Regions from separate parts of the Mus musculus genome. Here region 2 is linked to region 1. A link is a contact called in public HiCAR-type data. All regions are on one chromosome and are shown on one strand. The core of a region is the stretch at or near the end of the contact, and the rest is flanking DNA. Distances in the headings are between cores, read along the strand shown. Region 1 has its middle 7.2 kb from the start of Gm22205. Region 2 has its middle 37 kb from the start of Gm40577.

Region 1 (3,839 bases), core at 378-2,877:
TAATGGAGTCTACAGAAAAAAATGTAGAAAACCAACTCCCCCTGTTGTGTTTGGCTGTAAAATCTTTTCTGTTGATTTAATTTAATTTTTGAAAATGAGTGACTAAATTAATCAGGAAAAATCTATGCCCAGAAATTGTAAATGTTGGAGATTATCCCCATGAGATGAGAACGCTGGCCATGAAAATTAAGATTTATGGGCAACTCAAATTTTTCCTCTTAATCCCATTTAACACAAAAAGATTTAATCTGTTGCCTTTGTATGTAAGGAACCCTGCCCCAAACCACATTAAATACTCATTCTTTTTCATTTATTTTGTACTTCGATGAGTTTACAAAACTGTCCTTATCATTATTTTTTAGTAAACCAATCTTTTAAAAAGTAAGTTGGAAATAGACCAGGTAAGGTCAAAATTTAAATATTTTGCGATAAGTAGTCCTTAGCCACTGATGTCTACCGAAGGAACTTAGTCCCTCCTGCCTTTGTTTTACTAGAATAAGGTGCACATGGCCACTCTCTAAGGTGTATTTATATTCTCCCATGGCACTAAATGAGTTATTGTTGCCTATCTAGGGCACAAATTCCTACTTGTTAGCATGTTGATTAGTCAGCTCAAATACTCCATGAGTTTTATTTTCTGGTACTCAGTATCTGAGAATGGTAAAATATTTGATATAAAAGTATCCATTTCTACTAATAGCTATTGCCTTTTATCCTCGTCAGCCTTGTGTCAAATATGGAGTTCATAGAGGAAGCTGACCCTGGAACTCTATGGGAATAGATAAAACCATTTAGCAGGACAAGTGCATGTGTGGCCCAGAAATAAGGAGTTGGTGCTCTCTGCTCAATTTGAACTTTTGGATGCTTTATGAGAGGTTTTGCTACTATGCTGTGAGGTCTTTCACAACTTCAGCTTACTGCCAGGAGCCCATGACGTCATGAAAACATGGAGGTCACTGCCAGGCGCAGGCCAGTAATGCACTAATGACTAAGTTACACAGCGAATCACTACATGGGGAGTCTGTGAGTGGATGCATGAGAAAGCAGGCCAGCATGGCAGAAGTGAGCGATGAAAGACAAAGCTTTTGAGTGAATGACAAACATACCAGTGGGTCAGCCTTGAAGAAGTGAATGTGTACTCTTGAGTGTATCAGTCATTCTGTGAATTCCTGAATGGTTTTATGAATGGATGGATAAGTAGATCTTCATTTCTAATAAAGGAATAAAGGAAGTAATGAGTCAGCATTTGGGTCCGTTCATGAGAGGAGCCACTGTTGGCCCAGATGAATGGATGAATTAATGAATGGATAAATGACCTATTGACGGATGCTTGATGGACTGAAAAAAAAATGAAAGGAAGGAAATCACTATTACAACTGCATGTGTAACTGAACGAAATGATAAGTGAATAAGTGAATGAAAGGCCAATAGGCAGACGAATGAGCATCACATAATTAAGGAATAAAAGAATTGATTAGGTAGCAAATCTGTCAGCAAGTCTACAATTAAAGAGTAAATTGTATTCTTGTGAATGAGTGGCTGAACTAGTGAATGAGTTGGTGTATGAATGAGTGAGTCAGCTGTCTGGGTGTGAGACAGTGAATGAACTCACAGCTACTCCTCCTCTGTTCCAAGGAGAGTGGCCACACCCAGCTCCACACTAGTTGTAAATACTTGAGCTCCCTACCCTCTCTATCATGGGGATTTGTTTACATGTCAGCACTAAACTGAAGAGTCTTGAGGGCCAGGAACTGGGTCAAATTCTTCTCTCTGTCCTTAGCCCCTGCCCAGCCTCGAGCCTGGTAGGCGCCCAGTAAATTATTGCTGAATGAATGAGCAAATGACTAAAAATACATGTGCTTTTGTGGAACCAGTATGGCCTGGTAGCTGCTCTTTGGAGGAGTGTGCTGTATGTCAGATGGTCCGTGGCATCCTCCCTGCAAGACCAGACTCTTGCCAGGGCCAGGCTTCCCATGCCAGATAATGAGACAGGATACTGGCAGTTCTTACTGCCCGGGACACTGGCCCATCCTTGGGTAACTCTGGCTTGGCATGGTGGAATGGAAGCCCTGGGTCTTCCCGAAAGCTATCCTAGCCTCTGCCAAAATGGGAGATCAAAAATAACCAAAGCTTGTTTTTATGCCTCTGCTGAGTGGGCGCATGACATGCCTTTCCAAGCAAACCAAATTCCTCTGACTTCCAATTGTGGGACTGTGAGTTTAAGGAGAAGCACTGGCCCCTATTATGCCTCAGCTACAGGACAATGCTATCTTCCCGAAGGATTCATGATTTCTGCAGGAGCTTGGTATAGGATATGTGTGGTTTTCTTGTGTGCAGTATGACACCTGGGAAAGGAGATACCCTTAGAAAATTAAAAAGTACTGTTCTGTTCCCTATCCACCCATGGGGCTATATTTATTTGGTCAGTTCAGTTGTGTTTTTTTGAATCTATGAACCAAGTTCCAAGAGGGATAACACATATGGTGCGCCTATCCAGACAAAGCTCAACATGCCAGGGAACAGAAGATTTGAAAAGTATGTTGGCAACTACTTTATTCTACTTAGGGTAGTTGCCTAAGATCTCCCATCCATCCTTCCTTCTTCCCTTCTTCCCTGCCTCCCTCCTCTCTCTTCAGAATAGAGTATATGTCTAACAACATCATATGCCTGACACTGTCTTTTCTTCCTTGCCTTGGTGGTTCCTGACTGTGGACTTCACCCTCATTCCTTGTTCGCCGTCTTCCCTTCGAACTGAGTGATGATGTGGGAGATGGTTCTGCCACGAGGATTCATCTCAGTTCTCACCATCCATCCTCTTCATCTCAACTCAGGTAATTTCTTCCTTTCCTGACTCTCAAGTTGTGATTCATTGCATTTGGATGGTTCACCATCTGAGCATGCCTTAGCCCTCTAGGAGAAGAGCTCAGACTGTGTTTGTGGCAGTGACTCTTGAGTGTTGAGGCTTGGTAAGTAGTGAGAACCGTTGGCTAGACCTTAAGGCTTTTCTTTGAGGGTCATACATACATAGAGGAGATGAGAGTTAAGTTCCTCCTCATTACCCAGATTTGCTGCTCAGCAAAGCAACCATTCTTATAGCATTCAACAGCATCAAAGAAGCCATAGTTTCTCTTGGTATTACTATTCTGTCATCACTACTGCCACCGTCATCACCAGTACCATTATCACCTCCATGAACCTGACCATCACCACCACCACTACAACCTTCATGACCATCAATCACCTCAACCACCAATACTGTCACCCTCAGGAGCACTCTTCACTACCATCACTAATAAACCACCACTACCACGATGACCACTACTATCAACAGCAAGAACAGAGGTACCACCCATACAACCACCACAATCATCATGGCTACCATAAAATAATCATGGCCATCACCAACAGCAACAGCACCACCCACAACAGCAAAAAATGGTCACCACTAACAATAACAACAACATCACCATTCACCATTATTAATATGACCGCTGTCACTAGCAGCAAGACTGTTCCCTTCTCTTTTCCTGAGATGCATCAACCATACTCTGGCTTTTACTTAGCCTTGGATTTGACACATATTCAGAGACTCCACTTTGGTTTTGCATGCCTTACATCGCTCCAAGCAGCCCCTGCTATCCATGGGTGAGATGCTTGGATTCAATGGCCTCTGGCCTCTGCTGCCCTGGACAGAAGTCTGCACAAAATTTGAGCATGGAAATTGTTGGGGAAAGGTAAAGATGAACAAGGGCCAACACACACAGTTGTATGTCCATCCTAAGTTCAGAGTACGTGTCTGGCTCATGTCATGCATCCCCCAAGCAGAGATGGTTCCTTGC
Region 2 (3,839 bases), core at 731-3,230, 690 kb after region 1:
GTGCACACCTTTAATCCTAGCACTTGGAAGGCAAAAGCAGGCAGATCTCTGAGTTCAAGGCCAGCCTGGTCTACAGGGTGAGTTCCAGGACAGCCAGGGCTACACAGAGAAACCCTGTCTCGAAAAACCAAAAAAAAAAAAAGCAGACAGCAAAGCACCGTGGAGTGAACACCATCAGGTTCCAAAAACATGGCTACATCTAAGGCTGTACCTAACGTATGCCGAGGAAAAATGACATAAAATGCTAATGACGTTCCTTTCTGGGGGATTTCTCTCACCTTTAAAAAGTTGTCTGCCTTTTTTTTCCCCACTCATACAATGAATCAGTAATGCATCTCTTGTTTCTGAACATGTTGCTGGGACTGGCTGCTTGGCTCCGATCCCTTCCTGAACACCTTGGGACAAGTCACCTGACCTCGCTGCTTCGGGCTTCTCACCTGTACAATGCCGGCAGCAGCTGCCTCGGTGTTTGAGGGTTGAAGTTAATGTATGCAAAACATGGAGCTTGTGAACTCGGAGATAATAACACCCCAGTGCCAGCTGTTTTTATTATTTGCTTAATTTTCTACATATAAACATGTCACTGCACAGCTCCAGGGGTACCGCAGTGCCAGCTAGACTCCAATGGAGAGGAGATTAAGCCAACACTCACACCCGATTAATCCGAGGCGGTTGGGAGCAGTGATTAATTCAGAGCAGTTGGGACGATGCTGTGTGAGCACACTAAGCAGAGCCTTGTTGAAGGTTTTGATCATTTTCTTAAGAGCATGCGAGGCATGGCACTGAACGGCCTCAAGCAGGGTGGTGGTCAGAGTCCGCTGGGTTGAAACTCCATGTCTACACTGTGTGCTGAGGACTGGAGTCTTCCCATAAGACCGCGGCGGGTATAGAACCAGACAGAAGCTGGCCGCCCTAGAAAAGCACCTCGCCCTCACCCTGCTCAAACCCCAGCAACTCAGGACCTTCAGGAAGTGGACTCCCCACCCTGCCACATACTTGGAGAGAAAAATTGGTCGGGGGTATAGCCGGGCTAAATCTGAAGTGACTAGAGGGGGACACCCCAGAAAGTCTCAGAGGCCATGCCTTCTGGTGGGCCCACCACTCCACACAGAGACATCCCATGGATGGATGGACACCAGGGGTTCTCGGGTGGCCTAGCTGTGGGGTCCCTGAAGGCAGACAGCCCCCACACGTGAGTGCCCTACCCGGGCCCAGGTCCTTGGTCATCTCTGGAACTCTGACAGGCCTTAAAGGAGTCGTGGGATCCTTCTCTCTCTTCTGCAGTCAGATCTCTGTCCCTTCCTGACTGTCCCTTCATGTTCCCCAGTCCCCCATCCAGGCATCTCTGTCCCTGCATGATGTCCCACCCATGATGTCTCTTTTCAGACTGTGTACCCTAGAAGGCAGAGATTGCCCTGAGCTGGGAGGTAACAGTACTTGGGCTTAATAGACACTCAATAAATATTTGGGGAAGTGGATTTGTGCAGGGAACAGAGTTGAGAAGAGAAAGCAGAGGCGAGTGGGTCTCAGCTCTTCTCTCCGAGCCCCTGACGCTGTGTTATGATGTAGCCTGCTTCACTTCACGCGATGGTCTCTGCAGGAGTCAGAGACCATCCCAGGACCTAGCTTGATGTCCCCAGGTAGGTTAACACTTTTTAGTGGATCCCTAAGAGCCTGACATCTGAGTGATCCCCAATTCTCCAAGACTCCCTTCCTTTGACTAGAACTAAGCATTAAGTACTTCCAGGCAGGGTGTCACATACAGAAGTGCTCAGTGCATGCATTCTCTTGCCATTTGCCCTTCAGACTGGGGATGATAGCATCAGGTGGGGGCCTGACCATGTCCTCCCTCAGCTCCCTGCTCTGTGGGCTGTGTGACTTGGTACTTCGGGCTGGCCAGCGTGGGAGGGGTTGGGGATAAAGCACCTCCTAAGGAAGGCCATCTGACAGCTCCAGGACCGTGGTGACAAGTTAATGAGTTCCACTGCGGTTACCCAAGGCACACGTCTGGGCCACGAGGCCGGCTGTCTGCCGTGTTGACCTTTAAAGGTGAGCATTTAACGCCCACGATCACTCACCTCTGATCGAATGTTCTGAAGATGAAGCCTGTCGGCGGGGAAAGTGATCACTCTGCCTCCCGCCCCCACACGACACTGTCCTCCCTTCTGAGTCATCGCACAGCTTTGCAAGACTGGTTCCCTCCGGCTCTGGCTGGAAAAACAGTACTTCCTGCCCTGCCTGCTGTTGACTGCCAGCCCAAGGCCCCTTCACCCCCAGCCCTCTTTCCACATAACTCTTTGATCCCAATCCATTCTTAAGCTCCTTGTCCACCCATCTCTGCAGTCGCTGATCAGGGAGGATCACCCCCCGCGCCCCAGGGGGAGACTCACTACAGAGAACAGGAGCTAAGCTAATCCAAGCTCACAAGGCGCCTATGGGTGTCATTTTATTCAGTAGGAAGCCCAGCAGCAGAGTAGGTTCCAAGGTGGGCTGACTCAACAGCTCTTTGTTGACCCCAAAGGTTGGCCTCTGGCCCCCTATACCTGTCTGCAATGTGTCCCCCACCACAGTTTGTTCCCAAAAGTGCATATTGCCTGTCTGTCCACGGAAACAAATCAACAGCCATTATGGATATTCGAAACATGATACATAGAACTGGCATATAAGCCAGCAACCCAAAGGAAATGAATACACGACACCAAAAAGACACCTACACGCCTCTGTACAACAGAGACCATTACAGAAAACCACAGCTGCTCAGAATGCAGAGAACAAGCCAGCAGGGCACTGCCCCGGTTGGTACATCAGCACTACAGTTCCTTCACCTAAGGCTTGGGGAAACTTTACAAAAGAGAGAACAGAAAGATTGCAGTTTTCCAGAAGACCAGAAAGTCAGCTGTGAGATTGTGTCCACTAGAAATAACAAAGTTTACTCATGATACCTCAACAATATGGCTGCCCTGGATAAGTACAGGAAGAGGGAAATCTCACAGGGCTGCACCCCTACACAGAGCGCCAAGGGTTCAGGAATGAGGCCCAACTGGTTATCCAATACCAAGTGGTCAGCCCTGAAATTGAACATACACTAAAGGGTGTGTGTGTGTGTGTGTGTGTGTGTGTGTGTGTGTGTGTGTGTGTATAAGGGGGTAGGAATGACAATTAAAGGAGAAGAGACCATGAATTTGACAAGGAACAAGGAAGGGGACATGGGAGGGACTGGAGAGAGCAAGAGGAAGGGTAGAAATAATGTAATTATATTCTAATCTTAAAAATAATTAAATCATGTATTAGAAAAACAGGACACCTACCTGCACTCCCATGTTTGTTGTAGAAGTACCCACCCCAAGTAACCAGTGCTCAGACATGGAAAACATGGCGGACCTACCCAGGAGACTATTCCTCGGCTCTAAAAGGGATGAAATTGGGGCTGGAGATATGGCTCAGCAGTTAAGAGCACTGACTGCTCTTCCAGAGGTCCTGAGTTCAATTCCCAGGAACCACATGGTGGCTCACAACCATCTGTAATGGGATCTGATGCCCTCTTCTGGTGTGTCTGAAGACAACAACTATGTACTCGTATAAATAAAATAAATAAATAATTTAAAATTTAAAAAAGAGAGAGAGAGAATAGACCTCGAAATGACTAGAAAAGCAGCTGTGTGATTTCCAGTACATAAAAGGATTACAGGTTGAAGATATGCCAGTGGCCCCAACTTGATCATGCGCATACGCTGAATAACTTATCATCATGTTCCCATACACACACACACACACACACACACACACACACACACAGGTCTCAAGTGTTGGAAACTTCATCCCGAAAGTCATGTTTATGG

The links. HiCAR-type assays count read pairs that join an accessible place to other places.
Region 2: a contact with region 1 is called in a HiCAR-type map of fibro-adipogenic progenitors, with 11 times the contacts expected there. The contact joins two enhancer-like sites. A contact is called at or near these places in 2 of 39 promoter capture datasets (the HPC-7 cell line and cranial neural crest), 4 of 484 Hi-C or Micro-C datasets (adipose-derived mesenchymal stem cells, cerebral cortex, cortical neurons and 1 more), 4 of 115 datasets of contacts at active chromatin or transcription factors (the NIH/3T3 cell line, SST interneurons, embryonic basal ganglia and 1 more) and 1 of 9 other capture datasets (embryonic stem cells).

What each region holds. Positions count from the first base shown.
Region 1 is chr12:109,693,299-109,697,137 of GRCm38.p6, forward strand. No RefSeq gene overlaps it. Among named protein-coding and RNA genes, the nearest start is that of Gm22205, 7.2 kb to the left of the region's middle. Within about 2 kb of position 1,628, at least 13 of the 459 cell types and tissues checked have an H3K27ac peak or open chromatin away from gene starts, as enhancers often do. A contact at or near this core is called in adipose-derived mesenchymal stem cells and fibro-adipogenic progenitors, where this site is marked.
Region 2 is chr12:110,379,346-110,383,184 of GRCm38.p6, forward strand. No RefSeq gene overlaps it. Among named protein-coding and RNA genes, the nearest start is that of Gm40577, 37 kb to the right of the region's middle. Within about 2 kb of position 1,981, at least 91 of the 459 cell types and tissues checked have an H3K27ac peak or open chromatin away from gene starts, as enhancers often do. A contact at or near this core is called in adipose-derived mesenchymal stem cells and fibro-adipogenic progenitors, where this site is marked.